Regions from separate parts of the Macaca mulatta genome. Here region 2 is linked to region 1. A link is a contact called in public Hi-C data. All regions are on one chromosome and are shown on one strand. Each heading gives the region's core, a stretch centred on a gene start, on an enhancer-like site or on the middle of the called end of the contact. The rest is flanking DNA. Distances are from core to core; before and after follow the strand shown.

Evidence for each region. A called contact is a pair of places that touch in the nucleus more often than the background predicts.
Region 2: a Hi-C map of fetal cortex germinal zone shows a contact between it and region 1, with 7 times the contacts expected there. The contact joins two enhancer-like sites. A contact is called at or near these places in 7 of 14 Hi-C or Micro-C datasets (blood, cortical neurons, fetal cortex germinal zone and 3 more).

Annotation. Positions count from the first base shown.
Region 1 is chr3:145,255,723-145,261,893 of T2T-MMU8v2.0, reverse strand. All of the region lies in intron 4 of ATXN7L1 (ataxin 7 like 1), which reads left to right. Among named protein-coding and RNA genes, the nearest start is that of EFCAB10, 75 kb to the right of the region's middle. Within about 2 kb of position 4,658, at least 6 of the 40 cell types and tissues checked have an H3K27ac peak or open chromatin away from gene starts, as enhancers often do.
Region 2 is chr3:145,635,382-145,641,309 of T2T-MMU8v2.0, reverse strand. No RefSeq gene overlaps it. Among named protein-coding and RNA genes, the nearest start is that of SYPL1, 72 kb to the left of the region's middle. Within about 2 kb of position 2,254, at least 6 of the 40 cell types and tissues checked have an H3K27ac peak or open chromatin away from gene starts, as enhancers often do.

The sequences.
Region 1 (6,171 bases), core at 3,409-5,908:
TCACCCAGGCAAGGCGTGGTGACAGCCTGGTTCCAGGCAGCGATGTGTACGGAGGGGCTGGATGAGATAAATATTAAGGAGGGAAAACTCCACAGGACTTTGGGGGTCATATGTAGGGCTGGAGTACAAGGGAAGGGATTAGGACAGCTGAGTTGTGGTCCTGCCGCTTCCTCAAGGGAAGGACAATAAGGGCCAGAGTTGAGGGAGGGAAGGGAAGGATGAGTTCAGCTGGGAAGTCAGTGGATTTTGAAGTGTCTGAGAAATATCTACAAAGAAATGTGAGTGGGCACTGAATGTTTGGAACCAGGGGTCAAGAGATAGGTATGGGCCAGGACTAGAGAGTCATCAGTGTAGACGTGGGCATGGAAGCTGTGGGTATAGATGGTGCCTGCCAGGGAGGTATATGGTGTGAGAAGAACAGAGGCCAAGGGTGGTGCCATGGAGGATTGGGACAGGGAAAGAGCAGTCTGAGGGCGCTGGGTCTGCTAAGCCCAGGGTTTCCACAGCAATCATTCCCCTTCTCTCCTGGCCAAAATCCTTACCATTCTTATTGCCCATGTCACTGGCTACCTTCTCTCAATGCCCTTTCCTCATTCACTTCCTCCTTGCCAACAACCTGATATGCTCTCGCCTTTCTTTTAATCCCCAGAGCACTTAATTTTTACTTCACATGTGACACTTTCTCTGGTCAGCCATAGACTCCACTTCCTGTCTTCCTCCTGCCCAGTAGTTACTGCAGGGCCTCCTGTATGGTCACCTCTCACCAACTCAACAAGCATGGTACTCGTGTCAGTAAATATTTGTTGAATTGAATGAAATGGATGTGACCATTGAAAGGGATTCTAAGATTTCCATTCCTGGAGATGGCTGACCTTTTGTCTAGAATTGTTTAGACTAGCACTATCTGATAGAAATGTAACGTGTGTCACACATGTTAATTTTACATTTTCAAGCAGCCACATTGGAAAAAAGTACAAAAGAAACAGGTGAAATTAATTTTTTTTTTTTGAGTTGGAGTCCTGCTCTGTCACCCAGATTGGAGTGCAGTGGCGTGATCTCGGCTCACTGCAACCTCTGTCGCCTGGGTTCAAGCTATTCTCCTGCCTCATCCTCCTGAGTAGCTGGGATTACAGCTGCCCGCCACCATGCCCAGCTAATTTTTGTGTTTTCAGTAGAGACGGGGTTTCACCATCTTGGCCAGCCTGGTCTTGAACTCCTCATGATCCATCCGCCTTGGCCTCCCAAAATGCTGGGATTACAGGCGTGAACCACCATGCCCAGCCATGAAATTAATTTTTAATAATAGTCATTGGCCAGGCATGGTGGCTCATGCCTGTAATTCCAACACTCTGGGAAGACGAGGCAGATGGATCACTTGAGATCAAGAGCTCGAGACCAGCCTAGCCAACATGGTGGAACTCTGTCTCTACTACAAATACAAAATAATAATAATAATAATAATAATAATAATGGTGGTAGCATTCCCCAGCTACTTAGGAAGCTGAGGCATGAGACTTACTTGAACCTGGGAGGCAGAGGTTGTGATGAGCCAAGATCCTGGCACTGCACTCCAGCCTGGGCAACAAAGCAAGTGAGACTCTACCTCAAAAAAAAAAAAAAAAAAAAAAAGTTATGTGCCACATAAAAGCGTATTAGTCAACAGCAGTCCCATAAGATGATTATACCATATTTTTACTGTAGCTTTTCTACATTTAGATATGTTTAGACACACAAATACTTACCCTTATATTACAGTTGCCTACAGTATTCAGTACAGTCACATGCTGTACAGGTTTGTAATCTAGGAACAAGTGGCTGTACCATACAGCTTAGGTTCAAGCACCTTTTATACTTGACAGGACAGAATCCTGCCCAGACCGGCAAGAAGAGGGTGATCCATCGGAAAAGTGGAACTGGTCACCCTTTTTTTTTTTTTTGAGACAGGGTATAGCTCTGTCGCCCAGGCCAGCGTGCAGGGGTTTGTGTTAGTTCACTCTACAACGTTAGCATGATGAAATCACCTATCATTGCATTTCTTAGAACATAGCCCCGTCATGAAGTGACACATGACTATTTTATTTAATCTAATATATTCAAAATACTATCATTTCAACATATAATCAGTGAGATAGATTATATTATTTTCTTTTCATAAGTCTTCAAAATCCTGCATGTGTTTTATTACACTTACAGCACATCTCAATTTGGACACTAAATTTTCATCAGAAATATTTGACCCATTTTTAGATTTCATAAAAACTAGAGATTATAAAACAGATTGACATACCCAAGTTGTTTTAAATAGACTTAAACATTTTCTAATTACTGAATCAAGTATCTGTTCTTAAATTTCAATGAACTGAGCTTAAATGAAATTTGAAATCCCATTCCTCAGTCACAGTAGCCACTTTTTATTTTACCTTTTTATTTTATTTTATTTTATTTTTGAGACAGGGTCTCTGTCACCCAGCTTGAGGCTGGAGTACAGTGGTGCGATCTCAGCTTACTGCAGCCTCAACCTCCTGGGCTCAAGTGATCCTCCCAACTCAACCTCCCAAATAGCTGGGACGACAAGCGCACACTACTGTGCCTGGCTAATATTTGTGTTTTTTGTCGAGTTAGGGTTTCACCATCTCGAATTCCTGAGCTCAAGGGATCCACCCACCTCAGCCTCCCAAAGTGCTGGGATTACAGGTGTGAGCCACAGCACCTGGCCCCCATAGTAGCCACATTTTAAATGCTCAGTAGCCTGAAGTGGTTAGTGGCTGCTGGATCTAGACACATAGGCCACTGACTCTGGGTGGGGCCCTCTGGTTTTTACAATTCAATGGTGTGTTAATTGGGCTCCTCTAATCTCTTTAAAAGTTATACTCCCAACAGGAGTTGCTAAATTCCAGCTCCTTTCTCCCCTTGGCCTAGTGCTGCTGGGTCTGTGGTGGAAACAGACCTGGAAGACCTCCATCAGGCGGTGCAGAGAGCCCCCTGCCTAAGTTCGGTTCCATTGCTTCAAGTGAGCTCTGTATCGCCCCCTCCTGGCCAAGAAAGCATAAGCGGTGCCAACCCATGCTGGACCGTGGCCCTTAGATTAGATTTCACAGCAGGTTAGGGCTGCCCTTTCCAAATAGCTTAAATTCACACGTACAGCAATGAAAACACTACTCTATCAGGCTGACCTCCTGGCATTCCAGCACAAGGTTAAATGGTCTGTGGTTTTGTTATTTTCTCCTTTATGTGGCTGAGCAGGTTTAAAAAAAAACTGCATTACAAGAAAGGGGGAGGCCGGCGTGGTGGCTCACACCTGTAATTCCAGCACGGGAGGCCGAGGCGGGTGGATCACCTGAAGTCAGGAGTTCAAGACCAGCCTGGCCAACATGGCAAAACCCTGCCCCTACTAAAAATACAAAAAATTAGCCGGGTGTAGTGGCAGGCACCTGTAATCCCAGATACTTGGGAGCCTGAGGCAAGAGAATCACTTGAATCTGGGAGGCAGAGGTTGCAGTGAGCCAAGATCACACCACTGCACTCCAGCGTGGGCGACGGAACGAGACTGTCTCAAAAAAAAAAAAAAAGAAGAAGAAAGGGGAAAACACAGAGAGCATTGCCATGTTACCAGGTTTGTCCCCTGCAGATCTGCCTGACAGCACTCACAGGCTGCCCAGCATCCCCAGCCCTGCACTCAGCCTCTCAGAGGCCCCTTCCACTGGTTCACTGTCCTGACAGTGGGGACCACCCCTATGGGAGCCAGAGGTCGGGGGTACCTGGCCACCAGCCCACAGCGTTGACATCTATGTAGTTGATGACAGTAGAGGGAGGTGGGCAAGATGACTCGGTCCCCAGGTAAAAATCAAGAAAGAGTTATGGCTGTTTGGCTGTTTTGAGCTACAATGAGCATTTCAGCCTTTACTTATGAGTCCCCGCTCAGCCATGGGACCAGACCCTGGCACAGTGACCGAGTCAACCAGTCTGACTCTCCCAGCTGCTGTCACTTCGGCTACCCTGGTCTGGCCTGGCGAATTGATGGGGAACTCAGACCCACGGATGTAGGCTGAGGTGGGTAGGAGGCAGAGAGGAGGTAGGAGGAGGATTTCCTCCCCTGGATGGCTTGTTTGGCTTGTTGCCTTCTCTTTGGGCCTTATCAACCCACACGTGTGTGTTGAATGCTAAATATGCTCAGCTATTAAAAATGCAGGAGATGAGCCTGCTGCTCCAGGAGGAAAATGAGCCAAAGCAAAAGAAAAATCAGCAGGCTCCCTGGCCTCCCGTGCGTGCCCTGCAGCAGGTGGGGGAGGGCTCCCTCTCCCCAGGTAGGCGGGGCTCCTCTCCAAATGCTTGGAATTACCAGGCGGGTCCTCCCAGAGTGACTGGGGCTGAGGGAGTGGAAGTGCTCTGGAAGTCTTCCCAGCGCTTTATGGAGAGGGAAGCGATCACTGAGAGGCCCCGGCCAGACGCCTGTGGGAGAAACTGGGCGGCTTATCTCTTCCTGCCTGGTGCTGGCATGAACTGGGGGCAAGACCAAGGCTCAGGATTGATGGCTCCCTGAAGACACAGGGAGTCATCTCAGGCTGTGAAATACGAGCAACCCGAGGAGCCGCAGACACTGCAAGGGCCCTACCCCTGTGACTGCCCTGCATTCCTCAGCAGGATTCTTGCAGTCGCCTCTCCCTGGCCTCCTTGCCCCTCGCTCTGCCCATCCTCCAGTCCACCCCGCACACCCCACCAGAGTGATGTGAGCCCCTGCTCTGCCCACAACTCTTTGGTGGCTCCCACTTATCTGCCTACAGAGTAGAAGTTTAATGTTTTTGTAATGGACTTCAGGGGGAAGGGGAAAGAGAGGGTGGGGAGGTAGACAGACCAGAATATTCAAGCATCTGGGGGCTGCAGGCAGGGGCATAGTGTCCCTTCCAGGACAGGGAGGCCATGGGAATTTAAACATGTAAGTGCTGCCTGCTCACTGGGTTTTCAGATGAGCAAAGGTAAGGACAATGGACAGCTCCTTGGGTGTAAACTGCAGCCAAACTTGTGAAGTCACAGAAGTGCTCAGAAATAGGGAATCCAGCCTAGGGAGGGAAAGTAAGACCAAGACAGCTGGGGAAGGAAGAAAATGGCCTGAAGCGGCCAGGCGCTGTGGCTCACACCTGTAATCCCAGCACTTTGGGAGACCGAGGCAGGCGGATCACTTGAGGTCAGGAGTTCAAGACCAACGTGGTGAAACCCCATCTCTACTAAAAATACAAAAAAAAAATTAGCTGGGCATAGTGGTGTGTGCCTGTAATCCCAGCTACTCGGGAGGCTGAGGCACAAGAATCGCTTGAACCTGGGAGACAGGTTACAGTGAGCTGAGATTGTGCCACTGCACTCCAACCTGGGCAACACAGCAAGACTCCATCTCAAAAAAAAAAAAAAAAAAAAACGGCCTGAGGGAAAGAAGAGGGATGAGCCACAGAGATTAGTAACCATGGTCCTTTGTGGCTGCATAGCTCATTATGATTTTTAGATGTTTTCATAGCCCAGTCCTATATGAGCCTAAAGACTATTTTGTGATGAAGATAAGAAAACAGAGGCCCAAAGAGATGAAGTGATGGGCTGAGATTACATACACAGTGGGACAGCAGAGGAGCTGAGACTTGATCCCTGGCCTTCTGGCTTCCAGTGCTGCAATAAAGAGCACCACCCTCAGTATTGCCTGACGTCAAGCCCATTCTGCCCTTCATTTTGTGGAATGACCTGGGGCAACCTTTCTCAGCCTCAGGCTTCACATCTATGAAATTGGGGGTGGAGATTAAACACGGTATTGCACGTGAGTGCATAACTCACTGCTCACACGTGGTAGGTGTGCAGCATGTGCCGCTATGAGCGCACACTTCACCTTTATCATCGCCCAGTTTCTTCTCAGAAGAGGAGAAGCAGCACAGCCCGATCCCCACCTAAAGCATTTGTTCTTACCGAGCATTGGTGGGGTGCCAGTTTGGTTTTTACTGTGTTATGTGATTTAACCTCCACCGAGAACATTAATTCATTCATCAAACATTTATCGAGCCCTTCCTAAATGCTAGATAATGTATAGGCTGCTGGGATAATTCCAGAGCAACATGTGTACTGGGACGGGGTTCCCATTGTCAGACAGCTCACAGTCTGGTCAGGACACATAGATGTAGAAATAAAACCTTGCCA
Region 2 (5,928 bases), core at 1,005-3,504, 380 kb before region 1:
TTTGGCCAATGTAATTTGGACAAAATTTAGCTTGGAGACAGTGGTTTTCATCCCAGCAGGATTGGCTCACAGAAGCTCATGGCTTCTTTACAAGGAAAGGCTCCAGTGGGGCTTTTGAGGATGTCTGGAAAGCATGGCCACATGGAGCCCTCCCAGGAGTACCAGCCCACAGACATTTAATAGGCCTTGTTCCAGAACTCTGCAAATGCCACACTGCGCTACCACTTAACCACAAGTCATCCCCAGCGATTAACAAGAAGCTGGGTTGCAGATAGGGACCCCCTAGCAAGGGTCTTGCTAGTCCAATAATTTCCCTTCAGAGTCTGGAATCCTCTGGCAGCGCTTCCCAGGGGACTGAACTCCCTTCCTCCTGTGGCGTCTGCTGCTCCATCAGGAGCTGAACTGTGGCGTCTGCTGCTCCATCAGGAGCTGAAGCCAATCAGTAAGAAATCATTTTTGAGTATCAATGATGTCTCAGGCATTGTGCTCACACTGGACATGCTCTGTCTCCAGGGAGCCTTCAGACAAGGAAGTTGGCCAAGGCTTAAATTGCATGAGAGGAGGCCAGGGAGGGAACAAAATGTTCAAGTGCTATTATCCAGAAAGAGATGCATTGTTTTCATTTCTAAGCAGATTTATTGATCAGGGTCACTATGGACAGCAAGGTCTTTGACCCTAATATAGAAGTATAATCGTTCTATTTTCTGAGCAGGTCAACAACAAAGAAATTTCTCTGACTGGAGAATTCATTTGTGTAAAAGCCGTCTGAAGATTTCACCATTAAATACGTTTAGTTATATTGAATAAATGAAGAGAATAAAATTAGAGGAAATAGTGACCACTTCAGAAAATCTAGATGGTGCAGAGCCAGTTGGATATGCATAACTGGTTCGTCTTGGGTGAACATTAGAAAGCCCAGTCTTTCTTTTTTTCGAGACAGAGTCTCGCTCTGTTGCCCAGGCTGGAGTGCAGTGGCACAGTCTTGGTTCACTGCAACCTCCTCCTGGCTTCAAGCGATTCTCCTGGCTCAGCCTCCTGAGTAGCTGGGATTACAGGCATGTGCTACCATACCCGACTAATTTTTGTATTTTTAGTAGAGACTGGGTTTCAGCATGTTGGCCAGGCTGGTCTCCAACGCCTGGCGTCAAGTGATCCGTCCACCTACAGCCTCCCAAAGTGCTGCGATTACAGGCATGAGCTACCGTGTCCAACCTGGAAGTCCAGTCTTTTACCAATGGCCCCCGGCCCCACCCCTGACTCTCCTCAGAATACTGACATGTTTCACAAAGTGGGAGGGTAGATAGTTGTTCAAAATATGCGCGCTTACAGCAAGGGAAAAGAGGAAATGTCTGATTTGGACCCCAAATCTCCTCCAGGAACCTAGTCACCCCGTGGCCCACCGCTCTTGCTATTTCTGCAGAGGCGGCAGGTGCCCCAGGAGACCACTAGGTGTCGCTGTGAACCTGTGCGAGCGAGGCCTCACCCTGCGGGCGCACACCAACGCGGTCTGTTTTCAATCAACACCTTGTCAGTTTTTCTCCCCGAGGCTCCAGGGGTGTGCTAGGAATTTTTATTTCTTGAGAAATACTGTGATTCAGCTGCCCTTTGTTGGCCCTGCTGGAGAGAATGAAGGTTGTGCTTGCTCCTGCCAGCCCCCCAGGCAAGGGAGTCCCCTGCAAGCTCTCCAGGCCACCAGCCTCTCTCTATCTCCCTACCTCCCATTATTCCTCTTTATTCTCCTTTTTATCTTTCTCTCTCGGTGCCTGGTAACACCGATGTGCTGCTCAGGGAAAGGTCGCCATCCCGGAGGCCTCCTTCAACCCTTCTAAATTTCACCAGCTCCTAAATAAACGAGCTTGCAAATTCTGTCCTTATCCTCCCCTTCTGAATCTGCTCCCAGCCTTGCCCCTTTCTTTCAAAGCAACCACAAGATTGAGGCAGTGTTGGGGATGGGAGGAACAAGAGGCTCAGCTATCTTTTTAATTTCCTTTTTTTTTTTTTTCTGACACAGGGTTTTACTCTGTTGCCCAGGCTGGAGTGCAATGACACGCTCACAGCTTCCTGCAGCCTTGACCTACTGGGCTCAAGCAATCCTCCCACTGCAGACTCCCTAGTAGCTGGGACTACAGGCCTGAGCCACCATGTGCAGCCAATTTGTGTATTTTTGGTAGAGCTGGGGTTTCACCATGTTGGCCAGGCTGGTCTCAAACTCCTGGACTCAAGTGATCTGCCTGCCTCGGCCTCCCAAAATGCTGGGATTACAGGCGTGAGCCACCACACCTGGCCAAGGCTCAGCTATTCTTACTAGGCTTGTCAGACTCTACTCCTGGCACACAGGGGCTTAAAAGTCAGATCTGCTTTCAGATCCTACCTTCCTCTGCCACTTACTAGCTGTGTGACCTCCCACCCTTTCTGAGCCCCAGTTCTTCATATGTCAACTAAATTTACACATATAAATTCTACATTAAATAGAATTATAAATGTGAAGACCCCACGTGATCTGGCATGTAGCAGGCATTCCATAAATGTAAAGTGATTTTCCTTATGACTACAGGGACACTTACCCAGTTCTGAGCCCAGCTGGGTGCTGTCTTGGTCAGTGGCCATAGTTTGCTTGGCAAAATGCCAGGATAGCTGTCCTGGGCCCTTCAGGAAAAGGCCACCTGTGGGTGGGGCAGCCGCTCACTCCCTCCTCCAGAAGGCTTGGTGCCGCCACATTCCCTGGTTTCCAGCTACCACATTGCTGCTCTGGTATTTTGGGGTGGCCACAGGGTGGAATCTTGACTTTGGATGCCCTGTGCCTGCTCTCCTCAGGCATTGAGGCCACATACCCTGAAAAGCTTGGGAGAAGGTGGAGGGAAGGGAGACCCAGTCTTTTACCAGAGGCGTTTCTGGACCATTCACTGGACGCTAAATGGCAAATAGAGGAGTCACGCCCCTGCTGGCCAACATAGGTCACTGCAGCCCCTCAGCCTTTGGGAAGAGGCTGTCGCTGAGTGATTAGGATCTCTGCTTGGAAGGCACTTTACAGCCAGGATGAGGCTGCTTTTGTGGAGCAGCAGATATGTAGGGGATGTGTGAAGAACAGCGAAAAGAATAAACATTGCCTCTTGCATTGCCCAAAGCAGTGTGCTGGGCTTGGCAGGGGTGCAGGAGGCCAGGGGCTGTTGCAGACCCCTAACTCAAGCCTCAAAAGACAGGACATGCTCAGAACACGTTGCTCCTGCAGACACTGGTGTTGACTCTGAACCTGTGAAGATTTCTGCAGCCATGAGCAGCACTAGACTTTCAGGGTAGAGAGTTGTTCAACCAGAGGATCTATCTGGAGGTCCAGTCACCTGACCCCTTTTCGCATCAGAACACAAATCAAAGGCCATCAGGTCTCCTGATGTCCTTCCTGCCTAGGCTCAGAGGAGACACACTGGGTTGCCATCCTGGCTCTGTCACCTCTGGACAAGTCTCCTAATCTCTCCAACCTTTAGCTTTCTCATCTGTAAAGTGGATACAATCCTCAAGACGCAGACCACTCTCAGAGGCGTGTCATGAGGATTATAGATGGTGCAGGTGGAGGGCCCGCTTGTGGTATGCATGCACTGCCATCATGAGGTTTCCAGAGACCTCTCTGCAGGCTGCTAAGGTGTGGCGGGAGCTGTTGCTGTTAACCTTGGTGAGGTCTGCCAGCACTCCAGACCAGACTCCTCAAACCAAAGCAGACGGGAGCTGGGAAGAGCTGAATGCCCACACTGCAGCCTGGGCTAAGGGTGCCTCACTTGTCTGTTTGAAAAACTTATGAAACCCTTGAGCATTGCTTGTGGGAATTTACAATGGTGCAGCCACAGTGGAAAGCAGTCTGGCAGTTTGTCAACAAGGTAAATATAGTTACCACATCACCCAGTAATTCCATTCCTAGGTATAAACCTAGGAAATAAGAACAAATGTCCACAGAAGAACTTGTATGCAAATACTCATTGCAGCATTATTTATAGTAGCCAGAAAATGGAAACAACCCAAATATCCATCAACTGACAAATGGATAAATAAAATGTGGTATATCCATGCAATGGGCTATTATTTGGCCATAAAAATGAATGAATGGACCTACAATGTGGATGAATCTTGAAAATATTATGCTAAGTGAAATAAGCCAGACACAAAAGGACAAACATTGTATGATTCCATTTCTATGAAATGTCCAGTATAGGCAAATCCATAGAGAGAGAAAGTGGTTTAGTGGTGCCAGTGCCTGGGGATGGGGAATGACTGTTAATGTGTGTGAAGTTTATTTTGGGGATGATGAAAATGTTTTGGAATTACATAGCAGTGATGGTTGCACAACTCCGTGAATATCTAAAAACCACTGAATTCTATGGCATGTGAGTTAAATTGCAATAAAATTGTTATTTTAAAAAGGACCCTTAGCCTGCCAGCTGGAGTGTGCTCTGACCGTGGACCAGCAAATGAGGTGGGCCGTGCGGGGAGTGCAACTCTTATGAGCCTTGCCTATAAATCAGATTAAGCGACTGCCTCCCTCAGCTGCGCCAGGTTCTGAAGGGCTGCAGCAGCCACAGGCTGTCTCTGAACACCACCGTAATGAAAAGGCTGCTGAGGGCACTGCGGCTCAGAGCATGAGCAGCACGATGCTCACTCCAGGCCCTGGGCCAGCCTCACCCGGATAGCCCAGCTTGCAGTCACATGGGAAGAATCAGAGTTTACGAGTGTGCCCTGCCTCGGTCTCAACCCTGATAGGGATCATGTTTTCCATACCAGGCATCAGAACTGATTGTATGGTTTGTACCCATAGGGAGAGTGGGATACACCATTTTAAGTGAGATCTGCCTCCAGAAATTTGGGCATCAGGCTCCGGTTTTCCAGGACACACACATCGCCTTCTGTTCCCCCAAACAGACAAGTTTTCTAGGAACTTCAACTCTCTGGGGAGTCCTAGACAGAAGTCAGAGTTTCCTACAACACAGGTCTCCTGATGTTTAATCAGAACTGTACTTTTTCAGAGTAACAGCCAATCGAATGCATCGTTCAGCTTGAGGGCTGCCTGCAACCACCTTCACAGCCGGGCACAGAGTCCAGACCTCGAAATCACCGGGTAAGCCTGTTTCCTGTTTCCTTGGGGCATTGACTGGCATCTTGTTGGGAAGCGCAATGTGGCAGGAACACTGACCAGTCTCTTCACTCTACCCACACACCATGTGTGCACCATGACTGCCATCCCCTGCTGCAGACCAAGCATGGGGCAGTCACACTCAGGAGAGTCACTCAGTGTTACCTAAAATGGCTGTATCTGGTAGCTTCCACTGAGGGACGGGCTCATGCCTGCTGGGGAGCCTTGATCTCATACAGGAACAGGGCTTAAGAGAACTCAGGACTTCATTCATATCCGGGACACTCCTTCACAAAGGTACCACAAGGTTTCTACTGTCCTCCACCTCTGCCCCTTGAACCCAGCCCCCACCATCTCATATCTGGATGAATCCAACAGCTAGAGAGCTGGTCTTTCTACTTCTACCCTTGTTCTCTCCCTTCCTTAAGTCTCTTCTCAAATCAGCAGACAGATGCTTTCAAAACATAAGTTGTGTCACTCCTCTGCTCAACACCATGCAATGGCTCCCATCATACTGAGAGTAAAAGCCAAAGTCCTTACAGCGGCCCACAAGGCCCTATGTGATACTCGAACTCCTCTCCACACACATCCCCCAACCCACACACCCCCACTCGCCACAACACACACACTCACCCGCCCCCGCCTCCCCACTGACCCCTCTCTGAAGTCCCATCCTCCAGCTTCATGCTCATCGCTCTGTTCCTCCTGCTGTTCTTCCACTTCACGTTGCCTTGCACTAACTGCCTGGAAGGTTCTTTCCTGTTATCTGTGCAGCCCCTGCCCCACACATCAACCACTTGAATCTCCCCTTA